3 separate regions of the Sus scrofa genome follow, and all the other regions are linked to region 1. The links are chromatin contacts, called in public Hi-C maps. All regions are on one chromosome and are shown on one strand. The core of a region is the stretch at or near the end of the contact, and the rest is flanking DNA. Distances in the headings are between cores, read along the strand shown.

What was found. Hi-C and Micro-C count contacts between places; a contact is called where the count stands out from the background.
Region 2: a Hi-C map of skeletal muscle shows a contact between it and region 1, with 5 times the contacts expected there. The contact joins the promoter of LSMEM1 here to the promoter of BMT2 in region 1. A contact is called at or near these places in 2 of 47 Hi-C or Micro-C datasets (both in skeletal muscle) and 1 of 2 datasets of contacts at active chromatin or transcription factors (skeletal muscle).
Region 3: a contact with region 1 is called in a Hi-C map of skeletal muscle, with 3 times the contacts expected there. The contact joins the promoter of IFRD1 here to the promoter of BMT2 in region 1. A contact is called at or near these places in 2 of 47 Hi-C or Micro-C datasets (heart right ventricle and skeletal muscle) and 2 of 2 datasets of contacts at active chromatin or transcription factors (alveolar macrophages and skeletal muscle).

What each region holds. Positions count from the first base shown.
Region 1 is chr18:32,796,897-32,799,596 of Sscrofa11.1, reverse strand. BMT2 (probable methyltransferase BMT2 homolog) reads right to left here and starts at 1,319. Exons shown (of 5, transcript XM_021079235.1): 1 at 1,063-1,319. The coding sequence starts at 1,222.
Region 2 is chr18:33,189,518-33,192,217 of Sscrofa11.1, reverse strand. It overlaps LSMEM1 (leucine-rich single-pass membrane protein 1), which reads left to right and starts at 1,308. Exons shown (of 3, transcript XM_003134769.5): 1 at 1,308-1,575. The coding sequence starts at 1,449. It overlaps LOC106506809 (a long non-coding RNA gene), which reads right to left and starts at 304. Exons shown (of 3, transcript XR_002340212.1): 1 at 1-304.
Region 3 is chr18:33,219,613-33,222,312 of Sscrofa11.1, reverse strand. It overlaps IFRD1 (interferon related developmental regulator 1), which reads left to right and starts at 1,342. Exons shown (of 12, transcript NM_001007519.1): 1 at 1,342-1,631. The coding sequence starts at 1,541.

The sequences.
Region 1 (2,700 bases), core at 70-2,569:
AGTATAAGAGTAACACAAGAAGGCTCCCACTTTTCAGTCTTCTATTATTGCAATTAAACTAAAGCCAGTGCAAAAAAGAAAGTTATTCCTCATTTTGATCCTTAGAAGAAATATCTACTGAGCACATAAAAAATTTGAGAATTTTCACTGTCGATTTCCTATTAAAAAAAGCTCTGTAAAAAAAGCCTACATTTTAAAATACTAAGGATACCTGTAGATCCCAACTATAAACACTCCTCAGGCCCAACGAAAAGCTACTACAGCTTCTTCTTTTGCTCAAGATCTTCCATAAGAGAGGTCCCCAGCAATGGCAACCGGAATCTGTCCCCTTAGGAGAGTTAGTAGTTACACAGACCATTCGAAAATAAACAGTATTTCGAGCACCTGACCCAGATCTCTTCCTCTCCCACCTGAATAATAAGATCCAGAATTTGAAGAATGGGGGAGGGGGGCAAGGATGGAGCCCCTCCCCCTTTTAACAAGGTGAAGTCCAGTCAGCTAAAAGGCCTGCTGACTTGGCAGCCCTGGAAGCCAAAGCGAGGAAGCTCTTGCCCGGGCTAAACCCGCTGGAATGAGGTACTAGGTAGGGGGTCTGACGGGGCAGCAAATCAAACAGGCAGGTCAAATGCGAGGGAGTGCTTCTTTCAGTCCGTCTTTCTCGAATGGATTCTACCTGCCTTCGTGTTTCAGCTTCAGGTCTCTTGCAACAAGAGACCTCCACCTCCTGGGTGAGGGTCTATGTGTTGTATGTGTGGTGACAACAATCTCAGCACCCCAGCTGGGGACAGGGATGGGAGGAGGTGGGGACTCGGCTCCTCCAAAGGCCTGGAACGCTCCTGAAGGGCCCTCGAAGAAAAGGGGGCGGGAGGAGCGCGCCTGACGCCTACAGAGGACTCGACCAAGAAGGGGGCGTCCAGGCCTGGGTGAGCGGCCCTGGCAGGGGCTGACGTGCAGCTCCTTCAGGTTGTAATGGTGGCCTCGGGGGGGGGGGGAGGGGAGAGGTTGACAAGGGGCTGGGGGCGACGAGGCCGCCGCTTCCCCCCCGCTCAGCTCGCTGTTTACCTTCCCGGTACTTCTTGCGGAGCCGCCGGTGGACGCTCTTCACCACCCCGGAGAGCTTCTCCTGCTCCAGCTTCCGCTCTTGCTCCCGGGGCGGCGGGGTGCTTAGGGGCCCGGCCCCGTGCCCGCGAGCAGCGCTTCGGCCGCCGGCCCCCGGCTCCATATCGCTGCCGCCGCCGCCCCTCGGGCCCCCGCGGACGCCCGCCTGACGGAGGAGGTGGGGAAGGAGGAGGCAGCAGCGGAGGCAGCAGCGGGAGGAGGCAGCGGAGGCGGAGCGACGGCCTTGGAGGTGGACCCTTGCTCAAACACCCAAGCTGATTGGCGAACTCTGGAGGGCTGGGCGGAAACGGAAAAGGCCAAGGGCCAATGGACAGAGAGCGCTAGGGGCGCACCCGCTTGTTTGGGAAGGCGAGCAGCTGGAGGAGGCGGGGCTTGCAGGCTACGTTGTCGAGGCGGTGGCACTAGGCCAGACGCTTCTCTCCTTTCCCCGCCGCTCCTGGGATCCTGTGCGCAGGCGCTGTGGTGAAGCCACGGGAGACGCGCTGTGAGCCACGCGCTTGCGCGTCTGAGTTTGCTTAGGTTGGATTTTGTTCTCCCGCCCAGCTCTTTCACATTTTTCAGCCATTACCCTTCCTGCGAGTTATATTCTGGCATGATGTGATCAGGGTCCTCTACCTGAGCTCCCGCTGCACCTGGTCAGTTGTAGGTTCCCTTTAGCTGCATAGCGCTGAGAAGGGCTTTAGAAATGAAGGCAGCACTGGAATTTTGTACTTTAAGGAACCCAGGCATGGATGCTTTGTTAGGTGCAAGAAGAGGTCTAGCTAACAAGTACTGGTTTAATTCACGGGCCAGCAGTGGTTAATGCCTCTAGTTCCAGTGCTGAGCAAAAGACATAGAAATTGGAGAAAGGAGAGGGTCAAGAAAAACAATAGAAGATGGTGGAAAAGGGAGAATGGGTAGTTAAGAATCCACAACAGATGCACTCAAGAACTTTTATGGTGGTCCTCCCGGGTGTCAGAGAAAGACTGCTTTGGTCTAATTCGCAACAGAACTTGAAACAGTTTTATTTAAAGATGACCTGGATGACCTCCCACCCTTTAATTTGGTGGGTTAATCTATGCGGAGTGTGCCTAGGGGGTTTGGCAACTTGTTCTACCTCCTTAACTCCTGATTTCATGGGAAGCTTATGGGGAATGTGGTTACAAACTTCTGTCCCAGAAAGGTGGAAAGCTCTTTTCCAAAGAAAAGACTGCATTAGCTTGGAAAGTGGTACTTGGGCTGCTGGAGTGTCAGAGATTCAACCGGCTGAGAGCCCTTAATGAATTGTGCTAGGTTGTAGTTTTCAACTCTCCAGAGTTTATAACTCTCCAGAACATAGGGGGAATAACAGGGAGGAAGTAAAGGGAGAAATTGGTGAAATTTAAGATGGAAGATGTGTCCCTACCTGCCCAATGAAGAAGCAGATCAGACACAAATAAACTTCATAAGAACTAATTGTAATTATGAAGAGAAATTAAACGCACATGCCTAACAAGATGAAGATAGGAGATTTTATTTGGGAGGGGATTTCATTTGGAAAAAGGGGAATTTGATAAAGATACCTCTTTTGGTTCTTTCCGTATTTTAATATGAGGCAGACAG
Region 2 (2,700 bases), core at 59-2,558, 390 kb before region 1:
AATGTCTGAAGTGCTTCAGTAGTATCTCATCAAAAATACTCAGGGGGTGATGTGTTCTTGTTAATTAAAATTTCTGAAGAACTGAAACACCCTTTAAAATTTTTTTTTTAACTTTGAAAAAAATTAACTAGTTCATTACTTTTTGAACTCACATTTTCTTAGGGTTCTGGAAGCATATTTTTTACACATGCTAGTAGGTTTTAGGTTTTACTGGGAAATTGCTGAGTTTCAAGATTTTATTTGTTTGTTTGTTTATTTATTGTCTTTTTAGGGCTGCACCCATGGCATATGGAAGTTCCCAGGCTAGGGGCTGAATGGGAACTGTAGCTGTCAGTCTACACCACAGCCACAGCAACTCGGGATCCCAGTCCTGATTTCGACCTATACCACAGCTCACTGCAACACTGGATCCTTAACCCACTGAACAAGACCCGGAATCGAACCTGCGTCCTCATGGATGCTAGTCAGATTCGTTAACTGCTTAGCCACAATGGGAACTCCTGAGTTTTAATATTTTAGAGTGCAGTTTAGTCTGTTTAGTAAATGGCTGATTTTTTTTTTTTCAGATCTTCTATAGGTGTTCTTATTTTTTTATTTCTGTATTTGGTTTCTCCTAACTCTGGTCATATTTCTGTTTATTCTGTAGCTGTGTATTAAAGGAAATTTTAAAAATGTTAAAGGAAGTAAATAAATAGTGTGTTGTCACATTAAAGGCAGGTATGAAGTTTATTACATTGCTTTTACTAAGATCTAGATATCACATGAGGCTCTTTACCTCAATTTTATTTGTCAGTGTACTATTAACTGCCTCCAATTCTTTTGGAAATAGGAAGATTTAAACCCTAAATAAAATATTTTATGTGTTCCACCTTAACATAAGTCACTGGCTTCTAGACCTTTATACTGCACAAAAGTACAGTTTTGTATTAAAGCCTCATCAGTTAGAACGGTTCTCAGTAATATTTTCTCCCCTCAGCATCTTTATGGCCACAGGCTGCCTCACTTAATTTTGTCTTTCTGGGTGTTTATGCATAGTCGTCTTGCACACAAGATTTGAGGCATCTCACTAGCGTATGAACAATGTGATAAAAGAGAAATATTGAAAAGTCAATTACAAAATTAAAAAAGAGACCCAAGGGAAATATAGGCAGAAGTGAGAAATCTGAAGAGGAAAGCACATATGCATGTAAGCAGAGTATTAAAGCATTAAAATGGGGCCCACGGCAGACGCTGAGCTTCCTGGCAAGCAAAGCAAAAACAAGAGTTGCCCCCACAAGGGAGTATTTTCTTTTGGACAAGCAAAGCTTTTCTGGCCCTTCATTGGGAAGTAATTCGTGTGGGTGGTTCTTCAAGTGCCTGCCCAGCTTCCTGTGGGCTGTGATCCTGGCCAAGTCCAGCTCCCCAGCCCAGCGTCCTGCGTTTAAGGTCCGCGTTTTCTTCCGGGGACAATGAATCGTTCTTCCCAGGACACCGGCTCTCGCGGCCTTCCTGAAGAAAGAAAGCTTTACGTTGTGGATTCCATAAATGACCTAAACAGACTAAACCTCTGTCCTGCCGGATCGCAGCATCTGTTCCGTACGTGAGCCCTCCCAGGCTTGGCGGCCCGTCCTGGCTTCTAGGCCACCTAAAAATAGCCACCGTCCAGCCAGACCTGTGGGCGTGGTGGGGGCTGGGTGGGCATTAGGACGGCTCCGCGTTAGAAATGCTGTTTCGTATTAGGCAATTTGTGCTTTTGTTTTCTGAATGCTTGCCAGGCTTATGGGCTTTCTTGGCTCTTGGCAAGATTTGAACTCTTGTCTGCAAAAGTCCCGAAAAGTCCCTGTGGCCTTTCTCCCCCTGGAAAGGGGTGGAGGCTCCCGAGATGGGCCCCCAGAGGCTCACTCATCCTCCTGGCTGCTTTCGTGCCTTCTAGTGACCACAGGCAGGTCACCTGTGGTGCCCGCTTTCCTAGAGAGGTCTTACTCGGAGCGGATTGCTGAGAAAATGTTCCACGCGTTTACCTAGTTTTTGAAAAAATCATTAGTTTTTTGGGCAAAAGAGTCAACTTTTTTTTTTTTTTTTAATTCGAAGATTGCCCCAATTAAAGTATTAGAAAAAAGAGGGGGAGACTAAAATGAAAATCTGTTAAGTACCAAATAACTTAATGTGGGAGTTCCCTTGTGGCTTAGTGTTTAAAGATTTAGCATTGTCACTGCTGTGGCTCAAGTTTGATCTCTGGAATGCTTGCATGCTGTGGGCGTGCTCCCGCCCCCCCAAAACCCAACAAACTATAAATGTATGTCTTGTCCCTTAAGTATTACAAATGAGTTCTAAGATTATTAGAACCCCATCTTTTCTAGCTTCAGTGCTGACTTTCCAGCACAGGTGATAAATGCCCCCTTGGTTTGTTTCGCGTACACTCTTAAACTCTTACTCTCTCAATTTATATCTATTATTCCCCTTCTAAATAATTTTTTTTTTTGGTCTTTTTGTCTTTTCTAGGGCTGCACCAGAGGTATATGGAGGTTCCCAGGCTTGGGGTCCAATCAGAATTATAGCTGCCGGCCTATGCCACAGCCACAGCAACTCGGGATCCGAGCCGCGTCTGGGACCTACACTGGATCTTTAACCCACTAAGCGAGGCTGGGGATCAAACCTGCAACCTCATGGTTCCTAGTTGGATTCGTTAACCACTGAGCCACGATGGGAACTCCCTAAATC
Region 3 (2,700 bases), core at 93-2,592, 420 kb before region 1:
TACACAAATAAATCTGGCAACATTATTATGCATGAAATATGGTGAAATGACTGGCAAGATCCCTTAAAATGCCCAGGCACCAGCTGAGGTCATGTGTGACTGGAAAAGAGCACATGAACTTCAGAGTTTTATGGTAATACTGATGGTTTTAGGGAAACCATGTATGAATTTGAGTCTTTGAATCTGGACATATGGGAAGATAGTAGTACTGTGAACATACACAAGGAAGGCAGGAAGAGAGAAATACAGTATTAGAGATGGTGGATTGAGGTGCATATGGAACATGCAGGTGTAAATGTGCTACAATGCAATTGAAAAGAAAATAAGAGAAGGAGCTCAGGAGAGAGGTGGAGTGGGGGATGAATCACCTACACTGAGGTGAATCAGTCACTATGGTCTGTCATAAGGATATGAGCTTAATAACAGGTCCTAGATACCTGACGAATGCAACAAGGAAGACAGAACTCTTAGGAGCACCTGGGAAAATAAAAAACACTGCGATTATTGGTATTCATAGCCCATGTTTGTTTTATCAGCTGTTAAGTTACCCAAACCCAATTCTTATCCCAGGCTGACCTCCTAACTGGCAGGCAGAATTGTCAAAAGGACACATTCTTGTACAGAAACCTGAATCGCCAGATCTTTCCGGTGCAGAATAGACGAAACACACGAACTACACGACTAAGTAGATTAAAGCACACCTTTCTGAAGGTTTGGGGGGCACAAGAGCCCTGAACCACAATTCAATGGTAGATACTGATGATCGCTAAACTAATAATTAAAAGACTAAAACCATGGGAACATTCCTAAGGAGGGGGTATGGCTGTGCCGGGGCAGAGGACGCAGGCAAGTAGGGGAAAGGTGAAGGAGAAGAACACGATCCTCTGGAGACAGACCAGCCACGCGGATTGCTTAGCTCCCAGTTGGAAGCGGGCTGTCGTCATCCAGCATACCCGCGGCATTGCTCACCATCCATGACCACCTTCGTCAATTCCAAGGCGGGGCTGCGGGGAGAGAAGGGAGGGGTTACGGGAAGGGAAGTGCGTACAAAAGCCAGTTGGGAGGAGCTGGGAGCCGGCTCCCCCGTGAGACCACATTTCCCAGACTTCAGAGCGGCAACTAAGCCTGGCTCCCTGGGCGCCGCTGGAAGACTTGTGGCATGGGATCGGTAGTCAACATCCTTCGGCCGCCCGAAGTAGACTTCGGTGGGGGGATCTATAGGGATTGGCTAGTGAGAGTTCGAGTCCCGCCCATATATGGTGACGACAGGCAGCTGTCTTGTACTTAAGGCGTCGTGGCCGCGACCGCCCCGCCTTAGCTCCTGCGCTAGAGAGAAACATGTATCGTTTCCGATCACAGCTCTTCACGGGGATTTCTGCTGCCGCCACCGCCCACTCTTACCCGCGCCGCTTCTCGCCTCTGTTGTTAGCCGAAGAATCGCCTCTCAGCCGCCCGCCGCACAGACGCACGAGTAAAAAGTGCAGCTCCATTGGCTGATCCTCGCTAAGCTCCGAGTTTAGGCGGCACCGGGCGTCCCACGATGCCGAAGAATAAGAAGCGGAACACACCCCACCGTGGTGGCAGTGGTGGCGGCGGCTCAGGGGCAGCCGCAACGACGGCGGCGACGGCAGGTAGGAGGGTATCCCCGCCACCGGCATCCCAGTTGCCGGCCGGGCTAGCGAGTCTCTTAGTCTTGGGCCCCGTGGGAGTTGTAGTTCTTTTCCTCTAGACGTTTGCGTCGGCGGGGCGCCTGGCGTGCCGGGGGAACTACACTTCCCAGTGTGCCCCGAGGGCCGTACCTCGCGCGATTTGGATCTGGCGTGCGACCCGAATTCTTGGGCACCCGCCTTGGGGGCAGGGAGGGGACGAATGGGTCCTTGGGATTGAGAGTGGGTCAGGGTCGAGGGTGACCGGGAGCTGGGAACTGTTCTCAAAGGCTGGTGTCTGTTCTCTAGATCACTCCCAGACGGAGGGGGCCAAGCTCGGAGTTGTGTCCTGCTGTCACTGGTCGTTTTTGACTACCCGGCTCCAACATGGAGTTCTCGGGAATGCCAAACGTCCGGCGGGTTTGGACCGGCTCTTGCGTCACGCGGCCTGGGCCTTGCGCGGTAGGGCAGGCGTGACGTGTAGGCGCCCGTGTGGCATCCCGTTCCGCTGCCTTCTTGCTCATCCCGCGTGTCCACGTGGCCCGGCGGAGATGTCGGATGCTGGGGGCCACTGTCCCAGCTTAGGCTCTGCTCCTACCCCTCCCTGACCCCGAGCCCCCAGCTCTTCTGTGACCAGTCGAGGTGACCTCTTGCTTCCCTGAGCCGAAACCTCGTCCTCCTTTGTGCAGTATTCTCTAGGTTCTCTGCTGGGAGCCCGTGTTAGGCGGGGGTGGGGGGTTGGGGGGTGGAGAGCTCAGATTGCAGTTGGCCAAAAGTTTAGGTTTTTGTCTTCTCTTTGCAAAGCTGAAGCTTTTCCCGGATGGGTAGGTGCTTACCTGAATTAATGATACATTATTCCTCACTGTACGGTTAAGAACAACGGACTGAAAGCAGAAATTCCTACGAGACACCGTACTAAAAACTAGTGTTAAACTGGGTAAAAGTCATCTCATTTAATCCTTTTTTGAGACTTTGAAATTAAATATCGGAATATTCTCAGGTGTTATCATATCGGAATACTAGCCATACAAACACAATATCCACTTTGACCCTC